Regions from separate parts of the Gasterosteus aculeatus genome. Here region 1 is linked to region 2. The links are chromatin contacts, called in public Hi-C maps. All regions are on one chromosome and are shown on one strand. Each heading gives the region's core, a stretch centred on a gene start, on an enhancer-like site or on the middle of the called end of the contact. The rest is flanking DNA. Distances are from core to core; before and after follow the strand shown. Region 1 overlaps nrxn3b (neurexin 3b). Region 2 holds the start of LOC120807839 (26S proteasome regulatory subunit 4).

What was found. A called contact is a pair of places that touch in the nucleus more often than the background predicts.
Region 1: a contact with region 2 is called in a Hi-C map of skeletal muscle, with 3 times the contacts expected there. The contact joins the enhancer-like site here to the promoter of LOC120807839 in region 2. A contact is called at or near these places in 3 of 6 Hi-C or Micro-C datasets (skeletal muscle, tail fin and whole body).

Annotation. Positions count from the first base shown.
Region 1 is chr18:2,293,096-2,300,157 of fGasAcu3.hap1.1, reverse strand. The region is part of intron 17 of nrxn3b (neurexin 3b); the gene reads left to right. Among protein-coding and RNA genes, the nearest start is that of nrxn3b, 110 kb to the left of the region's middle. Within about 2 kb of position 4,082, at least 1 of the 9 cell types and tissues checked has open chromatin away from gene starts, as enhancers often do.
Region 2 is chr18:2,166,364-2,174,001 of fGasAcu3.hap1.1, reverse strand. LOC120807839 (26S proteasome regulatory subunit 4) reads left to right here and starts at 4,895. Exons shown (of 11, transcript XM_078094024.1): 1 at 4,895-4,899. The coding sequence starts at 4,897. It overlaps cep128 (centrosomal protein 128), which reads right to left. Exons shown (of 25, transcript XR_013453497.1): 12 at 6,506-6,577; 13 at 6,144-6,329; 14 at 4,630-4,818; 15 at 3,814-4,254; 16 at 618-782.

The sequences.
Region 1 (7,062 bases), core at 2,833-5,332, 130 kb before region 2:
TTTATTCTCGGAGGCTCATGAAAGTTCTCATTCAGTTTGTGAAAGTACCTTTCGGCTAAATTCAACTTCTACTATAAGTGGCGCATTAAAATATGAGGACATTTGTCAATAAATACCCGCGCCTGGCACCTTCCATCCCAAACGGCCACTTTGGAATGATGTCACTCCATCTGTCCTACTAGCTGAGGCGAGCTTGTTGACTAGAAATGGCCGAGGCGTCGAACGATCAGGTGGCACTGACCGCTAAGCGGCCTGAGGTGTCGCCACTGAGGAACACGTTTAGCATGACGGAGCTTTACTGCTCCTGTGACTGCACGAATGTTGCCCCCCCTCCCCATCACTTTATCACTACTCCTTCCTTGTCTCTTGATATGTGTGTTAGAACTGGAGCTTCGCGTCCAGCCCTCGGGGGGGTCCAACGAGCTGCCTCGCTATTGGCTGATGGGGCTAATGATGCTTGACCAGCGGTGCGCCGTGTCACTGGGATCGGACTGGATGTCGCTTGTGTCAATCGATGTGTCGTCGGCGCGCTCAGAGCCGCGGTATAATTGGGTGTCGTGGAGCCGAGTGCCCCAGGGCCAGAAGAGCCGACGTAAAATGGGGTGAAAAAAAGAAAGAGAGTTTTTACTCCTCAACGAACGGCTGCGCTGTGATGCCCTTTATTATGGGGCCATATATTTGTGAGCCAATGCTCCTGATGCACGATCATTTCTCGGTTAAATGACCTACTGTACTGCCAGACTGCTTATCTGTTGACATAACGGGGGCTGGAGATTCCTTCCAGCTATTCTTGTTTTAGTTTATTTCATTTCATATTTTAATATTTGTTATCTTATTATATTGTATATAATGTGTATTTTTTAATTCTATTTTCTTCCCTGTACATGCTGCTGTGACACCAAAATGTTCCTCTTGAGGGACCAATAAAGTATCAATCTATCTATCTGACATGAGCTGTAACTGCAGCACTTTACTCTGTAAATACACAAATTGTCCCTTTACATGACATTTAGTAAAAGAGCTTTACAACTAAAAGGCAGTTAGTTTAATAGGGAGCTCTAGTTAAACGTAACGGCTAACAGTCTTATGTGGTAGCTGTTGCCCAGGAGAAGAGGCTGCTGTGATGAACCGATTCTCTGCCGCCGATTGCGACCTCGCTCAGGCTCCCTGCAAACGGCCCCGGTGAGCGTGCGAGGGAGCGGTTGCACGGATGAGGCGGGAAATGATTGAGTCAAACGCATCACAGCGGGGCCATCCGTCTGCTGCGGTGCCAGGCGGGTGACCTTGAGGCCGTCGGTTTCCTCGGGGGGGGGGGGGCGGCCACAGACAGACACGTCCATCAACGCGTGTTTCCCAGACACGTGGCAGGAGCGGCGGCAGCACGCGCTAATCACCCGATCAATGCCTCGCGAAAAAATGGCACATGCCTCGAGTAAGAGCAAGTTGTATTCATTTATTTTTGCTGTGGTCTTTTGAGCGCACGTGGCCCTCGCATCGAATTTCGCATCCCCGGTGCTTTTGATCCCACAGCCTACAAAAGAAGAAGTTCTGCTAAATGCAATTTCTTTGAATCCTTTTTGGGCCACATGAATACAAGTGATTTTTCATTGGTAGACGGCCGCTGCACTCAATTGCATCAGTGAGTGCACGTTACTGTTTAGATGTGCGTGGAGGAAAGAGGAAAGGTGAGTTGAGTTTTATCGGTCTGTCCCCCCCCCCCCCCTTTCTCCCCCTATTCTCCCATCGGTGAGGCTGATGGGAAGTTATCGCCAGAAGGCAGGTAGCCTCTAAAGAGCAGAGTAAAAAGAATAACGCTCTCCTCTGCACAGCACGTACAGGAGCGGCAACGCTGTATGTCTCATGCCGTTCGGCCAGGCTTTTGCACGGGTCACACTGTAAATGAGGTGTAGCGCCACCCACTGGGCAGTCGCGTCATTCTCTATGTGATACGTCCACAGTGAGGTTTCTCGTCTTAACCTGCACAGTTTAATAGCTGTCGGACATTGTTTTTATTTCACCATCAACAGGCTCTCTTCACCGAAGAACACGCTGTGGGGAATGTGTGGTCCTGTGCAGGGGTGGGGGCAGGCCTTTCACCGTCTCCCATCGGGTGAAACTGATGGCTTTCATCAGGTGAAGGCGTTTCAAGACAATCGCCTCTGACAGTTTTATCTCCAAAGAGGACAAGCAGGCCTTTCCCGCTCGGCTTGCTGCGGTTACAAGGTTGTTGCCATTGTTTTGGAGATTACAAGATTGAAAGACAAACTCCACTGGCGACTAACTAAATATCTGAAATAGCAGCACAACATTTGCTTGTTAAAGGGGACATTTTATTTAGTACATTTAAAGAAAGCATGTATTATTCCATAGCATTTTCACAAAAGGTTTTCGTGTAAAGCCCCCTTCGTATATGTCTAATCCCCACGTGGCCTTTGATTGCTGGCTTATTTTGCTTGTGTGTCAAAGTGTTGTTTGTGATGTTTAGGACATGTCTCCCACGATGTGTTTGAGGGAATTGTTGAATTCTAATGGCTTTTTGTTGGAGGATTGAGGCCGTGCTTTTAGCGCTCTGTTGGACGGCGAGGAAGACATTGGACTCCTGGGTGTGTAGGACCGTATACCGTGTTCTTTCTCTGGGAAACATCGGCCTCAGTCCTGCCACCAGGAATAAGATGGAGGGGCTCGTGTTCCACTTGGCTTTGCCGTAGTCGTATTTTCATTGCATGATTGCCTGGTCCTCATTCTAGTGCGGGTGTGGATCCCATCTTGATCGTCTTAAACACTCACAATGACACGTTTTGAGATGCTGCACGGCATCTCAAGCTGGACCCCACACCCTCAACGGCGCTCGATCGTCGCCTCATTGAATGATCAACCTCTGACTTCCTGACCTCGTCCTCTTCGTTTCTGTCTATTGCGGGTTTCTTTCTCGGCCACATTGCTAGATGTCTGCGCTTAGCAGCCTCAGAAGCCTCCCAGCTCATAACACAGCCCCCCACAGATGGGCCGTGCAGACTTTGAAGCTGGATCACACTAACTTGAGTTGGCAGTCATACCCACCTGCCTCTACGTGAGCCACCACGTCAAGCTCTTTGATAACTGCTGTCTGAATTGCAGATAAGTTTAACACTTGATAAATAATGCAGGCTGCTTGATCTTGAATCCAACGTGGATCACAAGTGAAGACAATTCTTTGTGTTGCCAGGCGGGTTCATGCTAAATGGCAGTTCTACTCTGTAGCATTCTCCTTTTTTCCTCTCCCCAAACACGATATCTCTGTATTGGTTCACCTCAGTGCTGTGATGGAACTGGACAAAAAACGCATTGTCAAGGATGAAAGGTCTGAAAGCTCTTTAACAGTCTCTGCTCTTTATCTTTGCCGTTCATTTTTCTAAATAAAATTCTATATAATCGTCATATTTGACTAGTTCCACGGAAGGGGCTCGTCGTCATGACAAGCTGCCTCTAAAAGGTCATCATCTATATTCATCACACAATGGCCTCCATGAATATGTAATTGGGATTTGCTCAAGGGTTGTTGATTCATTTTACATAACGGCACCCGTACTGTAGTCGGTCCTTATCATCCCGACGTCTGGAAATACACCTTCACATACTAAGGAAGCGTCTTTAGAAAGGGGAATTCGGACCCGGGCGAACTACACTACAGATGCTCCTCACAGTTTGTGTTTCAGTTCAATCTTCCCGCCACTTTACATATTAAACTGCTGCATTGCAAATCATTTCATCTCAATGTCACACATCCCCTTACAGGCGTTACATTTTTAGAAAAGTTTTAGCCGCCCTGTCGCCGTGTTGACTTGTCGCACAGAAGCAGCCCAATGACGTCCCTGCACACGGTTTAAAAAGCAGCGTCTCATTCAGCTTCTCCAAGTCACCCTCTGTGCCCCTGACACACACACACACACACACACACAAAGTAGGACACTGGTGCCATTTAGATTAGTATCCCATGTGACCGATGCTGACATGAATTTGCTGGGTGACAAGGGACCCAATTACAGCAGAGGGCCGATCGTCCGCGGCCCCTCCGTTTGAAATGGTCTCCCGAGCGTCACGCAGCCGGGGAACAGGAGGATGTGTGGTTAGCGGCGGAGTGTGTGCGCGGCTGTAGCTGTGTCCCTGTCTGTTCATGTCTGTGGGGGAAGGGGGGGGGCAGGCGAGGACAAACACCGGGGTCCAACGCGTCGCTGCAAGAGTAAACCTGATGCAAACGGACCGCCGGCGGTCCTGAGATGCCTGTTATGGGTCGCGAGCCGACACATGCATAGATGCGTGCACCGCAGGTGGTCCCGCGTTACCCCCTCAGCCCCCCTTTGGTGTCTCTGCAACTTTTCATCAAGGGGGGGGGCGTGGGGTTTATCTACGGGGCCAGGTCAAAAAATCAAAATGTTAATGATCGTAGCTGAACGGCCCAGGAAACAGGAAGTGAATCAGCCACAACGCAGCCGGGCTGTGTGCACACGATTCGGTTTGACATCATTTGAGGCCCGTACACGGGGAGACGGACAAAGAGTTCCCGCTTCCTGTGCTGTCATGGATCTTCCTCGGCTGAAAGCGACTCTGAGGCGAGCCGCCCTCCGTGCTCGCGTCTTCCTTAATGCGCGTTTCCTTCATCTACTGTCGCGTGCGTCGTTGGCGTCCTTTTTTTTTCTTTTTTGTCTCCCAGGCTATTTTCAAACTGTGTTCCGCTCAGCGCGCGCTCTCTCTCCTCTGCCCTACTTCTCGAGATGCGGAACGAGAAGCGCCCTCGCGCTGGCCAATGGAACCCGAACGTCCCCCGCCATGAAGTATCTCCCTTCGGCGGCGTGATGCTTGTGAAGGGCTCTGCGTGCGTGTCGGAGGCGGGCTCGGGGAGCGCGCCGCCGTGTCGTACGTGCCGTCCGCTTCCCCTGTTCTCTTCACCTGGGCCAGGGTTGTTGGTTCAAGGGGGATCAGCTGACATACTTCTGGCGCCGCTTTCTGGCTCGGGGATTGGTTGACGGCGCCAGTGGGGGGGGTTTCCCTCGTCATTTATCCCTGTGCGATGTGTGTGCCAGTGGGACGGCGCCCCGGGCCTTTGCCAGGCCGATTACTCCCTGGCTGTTCAGCCCGTGTGTGTGTGTGTGTGTTCGGGCCCTGCTGGATGTTTCTCCATCGTAGGGACCCTCATCACGGCCCCCTCACTGTCACCGCCGTCTGCTTCCCTCCCTCCTCCCTCCTCCTGCAACGCGCCGCAGTCGGGTCCTGGCACGAGACACGAAATATCGGAAATCACATAAAGACAAAAATCAGGTGAGAGGGAGGACGCACATGTGGGAACACGCAGGCTCCTGGCGTGAAAGCGGATCTTAGATCAGGTCTTAGAAATAGGCATTTATTATTTATGAGAAGACTTCTCTCTCAGCAAAATGAAAACGTGGCTTTTTGTTATTTCGTTTTTTAGCGTCTTACAGCGACATTTGAACGTTTGACTTGATGTGTTTGGAGTCCTACAGATAAACAATAACCCCCCTCACCTCAAATTTGGATATACAGATAATTGTTTAATCCATGATACTGTATTATGATATTAACAACAATTATGATATTAACAATTTTAATCTTAAAGTGATCTTAAATATATATATATATTTATTCTTCACCCTTCGTTCCAATGGTTGGACGCATTGCTGGGCCTTTCTATATGAACACTGATGGAAGATCCTTTTATGAAACCCTTTTTTCTGGCTTTGCTCGGCTTATTTTGGTCTAATTCTTCAGAGATAAAAGGGAGTTGAGAGCTCTGAGACTTCCTCTATTTGCAAAGATGGAAAACCCTGCAGTTGTTTTGCTTCTATCTACTTCTATCCACTGTACTGTAGCCAATTAACCAATGCCTGTTTTTTTTGCATTACCTGCCATATTTTGTCATTAGTCATGATCACAAGATCTGATAAGCCAGCCGTGCGCGTGTCTGCTTGGACAACCAGCTTTTCATTTCATGTCCGTGGTCCATTGTTTCCTCCCCTGCATGCTATCAGCCCCCTGCTACCACCACCATCACGCATGCTTTACTACATCAGAGTTGATTGCTTGGTGCGTCTCAGGCTCCGAGGAAGGTGAGGCCGCCGTCAGCGCCGGCTTCATTGAGAGAAAAGCAAGGAATGAAACAGCAGAGCGGGTGGTGTGACGCAGGTCAGAGGGAGTCACACAACAAGGCAACACTACTGCAGAGTGAGTAACCTAAAAGTACATCGACATTTAACATAAGTGATTGGCTAATGGACCTTAATCGTAGTTTTTAAAAACTGGAAGTAGAGGCTGAATATCCAGTAAAAGGCGCCCTTTCTCTCCAGTGTCTCCGATAGTGATCTAAGACTCTGCAGATTTACGGGGTTTTCTCGTACGTGTACATTGTACAACATCGTAAGCTCAAGTTTCTCTTTCTGCCCCACATTTATATCAAATTCTACATTTAAGGTTTCAGGATTTGTATCGTAATTCCACACCTGTAAGAAATCTGATACTTTACACTTCGGCTCCGTTAAATGTGACAAGTTCTCAGCGGTTTATCAGAATCAAGTGGCCGACTGAGAATTCAAAGACTTTCCTTAATGGTTTGGAGTCTGATTCCCACTGAGGCTCAAATGGCTCAAATGATATTCTCCCATGGAACCGCGAGTCACTTTGAATGAAATCAGCCACTGAGCAGCATGAAAAGTGCCCATGTGGTGTCTCCGGCGAGAGCGCCGCCATGCGATCCGCTCCGTTAAGTGGACATCCGGCAATTCCTTCATCTCTTTGTGGAGGGAGACAGCAGGTGCTGCTCTGCGTATATTTCACCCCCCCGAAGAGAAGCAGAGAACTCTTCCACGTCGTTCAGTTCTGCTCAGCGCTCATAGATCGGTGTGGGGGGGGGGCTCAACGGAGTCAGCCGGCTCTTCCTCTTCCTCTCCATCCCCGCCCGCCTCCTCCGTAAGTCATTGTTACGTAAATGTCTTTAAAACTCGTGGACGCCCCATCAGGAGAAACCGCGTACGATCCCAGAGTCCCGCCTCGTTTACTGTGCTGGCGGGTTCT
Region 2 (7,638 bases), core at 3,646-6,145:
AGTCAAAGTGCCTTTCAACTCAAAAGTGCAAGAAAGTGCATTTTCATCATGACAGTAGCAAGATGTAAATTGCAGACAGGTTCCTGTAAATGAGAGAAGGAATCCAGGTGGGACTTTTTCAAGATGGATTTAACGGTTAACTGATGATACACATGCAGAAAGACAGGCGTCAGAGAGCCATTAACTTCCCTCCTCTGAACTGCACTGTCAATACTTCCAGTACCAGAGGTCGTATTGATCGAGCATCTTAAAAGTAGTGCTGATTTGGCACCACTTGACCTCACTGAGCCTTCTCTGGTTTATATTCCCCGTGACTTTAACGATGTCGTAGATCCTAACGCCAGCAAGGAAGCAGGGTCCCTAAGAGGTCCGCGTTACGCCGAGGATACTGTTCAGACTGAATAGCTCTTTACGCCGACGTGCCTTGTATGCAACGTGAATGGGTTAAAAGGAGGACATGAAAGACATTCTCAGAAGAGCATAGTTTTATTAAAAATGAAAGCAGTTAGTTTTTTTTTTTCCTTCCTTTCATTGTCCTTGGACTTCATCCATCACCATTAATTAGAGGTTTCACCACAGTGCGTTTGAGTAAGTTGGCAGAAGGAGGCAGAGCTTACTTTCTCATCCACTTCCTGTTTGAGTAGCTGGTACTTTGTGTGAAGAAGTGCGTGCGCGTGGTCCTTTGTGCTCAGCTGTGCTGCCAGCTTATCACACTCCTCCTTCATGCGGTCCAGCTTGCTGCGCAGCCCTGCACACAGCGCCCTGTCCGAGGCGCCGTCTGCCTGTGAAGAGGACGGCAGAGTTTAGGACGGCAGAGTTTGCATATAATAAGTATCCATTATGGCAAATGATTCAACAAGTCTGCACATCCTGTTAAAAGGCCGGGATGCTCGGATGTAAAAGGCCTCAATGGGGCTCTAAAAAGAGCCAGAATATTTAACCATCTGAAATACTTCTAATGTAAAATTGCATTTCTTCAAGAAACACATTTATTGTTAAAAGCACTTTAAAAAATGTAATCAAATTTCAATTCAAAAGCATGTGGGACGGCTATAAAAACGCTGTTATTTCAGATCCACAGCAACGCTTTTGGAGGCGATTTAAACTGTTCAGTTAATCCCGTTTTAGATCCTCAATCTCTAATACCCTCAGAAACCATCATTCCTAATTATAGATCAAATAAACAGGGTCAGAAATAGGAATAATTCATGCTTTTTCTGACCCTCTGAGGCTTCTGTCCGCGCCGTGTGAGCATTGGGTGGGCTTCTCACGGACACCAGCAGCCCCCGTAGGCTGGTACTTTAAAACGCCCTTGTCCTTACCGCGCTGGGAGATGACACCATTACAATGAGCTATGTCACATATTAATGCCATTCAGCACCGCTAATGGGCTGAGCTCAGCCGTATCAGGGAGGCCCATGCCCGCCTGGGAAACAACGTACCCGGGGGCGCTCATCGTTGGAGATACGGAAGGAGGGCACAGGGGGGGGGAAGTCAAGTGGAGTCTCCCGTCTCCAGCAGGGCCTTGATAAGACTTCTGAGGTCTGATATCAGCTCTTTAAATATTCCCCCTTGGGGCTCTGGGAAGGCCTTGAGGATCCACACACCATTAGGAGCTCAGCTGTCTTCCATCCAGAGGACAGAGGCCGAGCCGACGAGGAAAATCACTCCACTCACTCAGTCGAAACACGTCACATGTTTGCGAGGCTCTGGTCGGGTTTTTTAAAGTAGCGCTTCTTGATCAGACCTGTGAGAGCAAATCCAGCTTCCTTCACCGTCTCTGCTTCAAAAGAAAAGACCCACACACCCATTGACCACAAACGGAAGATAGATTAGCTTAGCTTAGCTTGGGGTGGAAGATGTCAAGAGAACGACACGCATTTTTTGAAAGGCTCGCGAGGGACTCGAACATGCCGCCAACGTCGCTGTCAACCAGCGGCGCGAATTATTCTGACTTCATCAAGGGGAGCGAGAGCATTGAGAAACACGTGTCCTTCCATCAGCAGACGACCAGCAACTAACGTTAGCTAACGAACTAACACGCCAACCAGCTAACTCGCCGGCCGGCGAGCGGCGAACAGCTGTTCGGGGAGCCGTGGTCCTTTTCGGGTTCAATGAATTAATGCAATACCGTGATATGCCGGGACACCGTCAGAATCTCATTTTTGGCCGCACCGTGCAGCCCTACAGCGCTGCACACGGGCTAATTGTCTCTCATCATCTATCCATCTACTATACAGCATCCCGTCCATCAGTGAGCAACACACACACATTTGGGGTTAAGTGTCCTAGCCAAGGACACTTTTAAATACTGTTAAATACTTTTAAATAAGTATTTATCGATAGAATTATTATAATATATAACATCACATCTCAGTTTCTGACATGGCTTAAGTCACGTGACGTTGGTAACCGAGGTTGTGTTTATATATAGTTTATACTTCATATTATGAACAGAAATGGAGCAAAGTGAGCTTCAGGTTGTCAGGAACCTCAGATATCACTTTCTAAGTTAGTTACGTTACAGAACAAATACACAAAGAAACTTTACATTTGTGTTGTTTTATGGAGCAGGAGGAAGCAGCATCGAGCTGAAGACAACGATGTGTGTGGTGACATTCAGCGAGTAGCTTGGACATCTTCTGTGAGATCTTAAATTAGCTCCTATTCTATGCAAGAAGAAAAGTCCTTGCATACAAGTTAATACATGTGTTTGCTGCTGTTGTTTTTATTGACTGTAGTTATTGATTTTCTCTGCCTTAAGATTGCAATATTACTTTTAGCTTAAACTATATGGCTTAACTGATTTAATTTGAATTTAAAATAACCGGAAAATGATTTTCTCTCAGCCTGAAACACATCATGGTCCGGAGGAGAAGCTTTGCATTTTCTTAAACGAGATAGTAAGATTACCTTTTCTATCTGCATTTAATATGTTTTTTGTATTTTAAGGCTTTTACTGTCAAGCGCAGCAGGTTGCTGGGCAACGGGAGCTGCAGAGGAAAAGCGGATGACGCCAGCGGGAACTTCCCCCGTAGGCCAGACCGTCCAATAAGACACGGCTATCGCCTCAATGGCAGAGTAACCGACCTGTCCGTCCCCCCTCTGTTGACAAGTACAAGGAGCTGAGGAGTCTACACCCCGTCCCTCAGGAGAGGAGGGGGACACACCTGGAGCTAATGTCTGCGTCAGGGAAATGCATGAAGGACATCCAGGGGAACAGATGGAGAGGCGCTCAGGGCTCCTCTCTGGAAGCGTAGAGGCCGGTCAATGTGAACATTTAAACTTCATTAAAGAGTTCATGACCAAGGCTAGACTTTCTGTTATTGGAAGTTATACTGGAACAATAAAAGCAATGCTGAAATCTAGATGAGTGTTCCGGGCCAACCGTCTAGCAATATAGTTCATTATGTATTGTATTGTCACCTACCGCCTGAAATCAGTGTGTTCCTTTAGATAAATTAAAGCATTTCCACAATAAATTGGTACATAAGCTGCCGGGAAAACCAATGCTAAATGTATTCCAATTTATTTTGCTAAATGTGGCATTTAGTAACCCTTTCAAAGATGTAACGCAACACAATGATCAAGACTCCTATTCAGGGGGACTATGAGTCTACATTTGAATTAGTGGGGTCAGTACAGGACCCTGATGATGGAACGGTTGAGAGCCGATTCACATGCCAGCAGCTGTAACGCTTATCAACACACACGCAACTCATCTATGCACAACTGAAGTGCAACGACCAGCCGCCAGGCTCAAGCTAGCTGTTTTAATGTCTTAATGTTAAGCTAATATAATCCAGTGCTCACCTTAACCTCCTCCAGCTGGGCCTTTATTTCGTCCCTCTCCCGTTGGCAGAGCTTGAGCATGTCCTGCGCTTCCCAATCCTTCCTCGTCCTGCTGTTGTGCGTCACGGCCCTCGTGTTTTCCAGTTCTGCCTGATGCGCCGCTCTCTCCAGCTGCAGCTGCTGCCCCAGAGCGGCCCGCTCCTCCTGCGCCGCTTGCAGCCTGGCCTGGAGCTCCGCGGAGCCCTTCTGGAGGCTGTGCTTGGAGCTCTCCTCCTCGGCTAACCTCTGGGTTAGATGAGCGTGGGCCGAGGTCATCTGCTTTAAGGCGGCCTGGTCCCTCTGGCACTGACGGGCCTGGATCTCCGCCTGCTCCTCCAGCCTCTGGTTCTCCTCCTTTAGTCTCGTCTTGGCCGCGGCCAGACGCTGAGTGTCCTCCTCCAGGGCAGCGGAGGCCTCCTTCACCTGGGGTCAGAGTCTGTTAGTGTGATCAGAGCGCTTTGCAGGACTCCATCGCCGAGGTTTTCACTACATTTAACAAGATTTCAAACTGGTCAGCCAAAATAATTAAATGAAATTCAGTCTGCCTGTGGAGTGCAGGATGCTCATGTGATCGTGACCTCTAAAAAACCAAATGATACGTCAACCATTTGCATGACTTCAATGCTGTCTGAATGCTAAACGTGTCATCATCATCACACGACCCGCTGGCAGTGTGATGCCGCTCGATTTCGACCACCCGGCTGACTCCATCAATCGGCCTGATGGAACGATACGGTTCCTAAATACTAACTCCAGTGTTGCATCTTCCTACGGCTAAAACGAATGTCTTAGCAGTACCTCCCGGATCTCCTGCTCCAGCGACAAGTGGCGCTGGCGGATCTCGGACAGCTCCACGTCCTTGCGGTGGAGCTCTTCTTCGCGTTGGGCCAAGCGGCCCAGGACTCCGGCGAGCTCCCGGCGGGTCGCCTCCGTCTGCTGGCGCAGCTCCTTCAGCTGGGCCCGGGCGCTCTCCCTTTCCCTGGCTACCTGGAGGGGGGAGAAGGGAAATGAGGGATGACATATGAATGGGAGGCGGAAGATGGTGTTCAAAAAGCCGCTGTAACAATGATAATGAGAAGGAGCGACAGAGAGACATGTGCAGGAGCAGCTCCAGCACCGATAGCACAGACAATGGTCACGTCTGTTCCAGGCAGATTGCTTCTAATGCTGCAGCTCTGCCTGGAATGTGCCGGAGCTCAGAACCTAATCATTTAATTGAGCACTTGATTCCCTCCGCTAATTCATTAGGGGAGCAGAAATACTTTTTGTAATTAATTCACGTCGCGTCGAGTAAGCCGGGGAGGGCGTCCGCCTGGCGGAGGAGCGAGGCTGCTGACGGGGACTCGGAGTTCAAACAGAGTGGGAAGCACTGGGAGGTGACCTTCAAGCTAATAATCACTGAACCTTTCATCGTTCCACAGAGCACTACTTTAACATACAGGGCCTCGCAAAAGGTTCTGTGACCCGCTTCCGATTTGGATATAGAATTATGAAGCTGTTAGAAACAAGGTCGTGCAGTTCTGACTTTGTATGACTTATTGCTGGCTTTTATCTGCATTCAATAGTTTTTACCCTCCCATTGGCTGTTCAGGCTCAGCCGTATTCGCCCGGGTAACGTGAGGCGAAAACCTTCTAGAGAACAGAGCTCCTGTGGCGTGTCCTCAGTGTTCACGTAGTAGCAACATTTGCTTCCACCAGCGAGAGTTTGGCTGAAATAAGTTGTTGTATTCTCGCTGCCAGGAGCGCCGCTACGAATCAGATGCTGCTGCAGCAGCATCTGGACCCTTTGAGACTGAGCAGCTGAAGGCCATGAGAAGCTGAGCTAACTCAGGGTGACTAGTCAATATGCTGCAGTGACATGTACCACATTGTGGTGCAGAGTTTTGACTTTGTTCAATGATGGGCCAAAACGAAAAGACTGGTATGTATTTGTATTCTTCATGTAGGCTGCTCTGAGATGTTGCCTCATGTGCTGATCTGCATCACGGGACAAATGTCTTTGCAGAACATGGTCGATCTCTTTGTCAATAATGACGCCAAAGTATTTTGAATAAACTGAACCTACCATAAAGACAGACTGGAGATCCAAATACTTCTTTAGCAGGCACGTCATGAATATATAGATATAGACCAAATAGAATTACTATAATCTGAAAAGTCAAAGCAAAGGTATGTTGACTTTTAGTCCCGAGTACTGTTCAGTCCAGAAACCTTACACACCAATAGTAAAACCCAGCACCTACAATTCCCCTCATCGCACTAATAAGATCTTGCATTAGTGTATGCTAACGCATACACCTGCACCAACACACCTGCGAGGCCCCGTCCGTGTGGACCTGAGCCTGGGCCCTCGCCTCCTCCAGGTCCTTCTGCAGCCTCCTGCACTTTGCCTTCCACTGGCGCACGGCCTCCTGGGCCCTGGTCCTCAATTCAGCTCTGCTCCTCGTGCTCTCCTGGAGCAGCGCCTCCGTCTCCCTCCTGTCGGCCTGCCCTCGGCTCTGTCATAACAAGTGGGCACAGTCATTCCTTTTTCTTTTCTTTTTTTCAGCCATGCCGATGTTAAATGTTTTTTTTTGTTGAGTTAAAATAAACCTACTACAACAGTTAGCATAACTTAACATTAGTGAGTGTTCACTTCATTAATCTTTACTGTGAAGCATCAATACAAACATACCTGCATCTCCCTCAACTGGTCCAGCATTCGTAGCTGCTGCTGCTCCCACTGGGCCCGCTCTGATGACAGGTCCTGAAAGAGACAAAGGACGTGTGTGTGTCTGTGTGTGTGAGACTAATACCACTGCTGGTGGGGCACAGAAGAGTCGGGCAGACATAAGGGTGCAGAGGAATGGCTATAATAAACAAATTATAATAAACAGTAAAGAGCGAGTGACAAAATACAGATTATATGCAAGCTCTTCTGAAAAGTTGTAGTGCCATTTAGGTATTTATACTGAATAAGACAGCAATCAAAGGTTGGAACCCCTTTTGCTTTATTCTTGCTGGCATACTCTCAACAAGCAGTTGTTTGCTCCATATTGACATGAAAGCTCCTGAAGTTTGCGGATGACACAACCCTCATTGGACTGATCTCTGGTGGGGACGAGTCCGCCTACAGCTGGAGTCTGACCATCTGGTGTCCTGGTGCAGTCAGAACAACCTGGAGCTCAACGCTCTAAAGACAGTGGAGATGGTTGTGGATTTCCGGAGGAACAAAGCCCCACCCTCCCCCATCACCCTGTGTGACTCCCCCGTCACTATTGTGGACTCCTGGGTCCTGACTCCTGTGGTTTCCTGGGCTCCATCATCACCCAGGACCTCAAGTGGGATTGAGAAAGATTTTTTTTCTCTTATAAAAAAACTCAAACTCAGATTTGAGAAAATTTAGAAAATTCAAGATGCATCGATAATCGTTTTATCAGTTTAGAATCGATAATCGGTTTAGAATCGAATCGTTGACCTCTGAATCAGAATCGAATCGTGAGGTGCGAGAGATTCCCACCCCTATTGTCACTCGTCACTTGTTCGATGTGGTTGTTCGTGCACTTTATTTTTTAACTTTTTAAATTTTTTAAATTTTTAACTCTAACTTTATTCCCTTGTTTTACACTAACCCATCGCCTTATTCTACTAACCCATTGCATTAGCATTTCATTTCATTTTATTGTATTACTTGTGCACTGCTGTCTTGTTGTTTATTGTTGTCTATTGTTACACTGTCTACTGTCACGCACCAACCGCCAAGACAAATTCCTTGTATGTTTGACGTATTTTGGCAATAAATGTTTCCTGATTCCTGATGGCGTCACG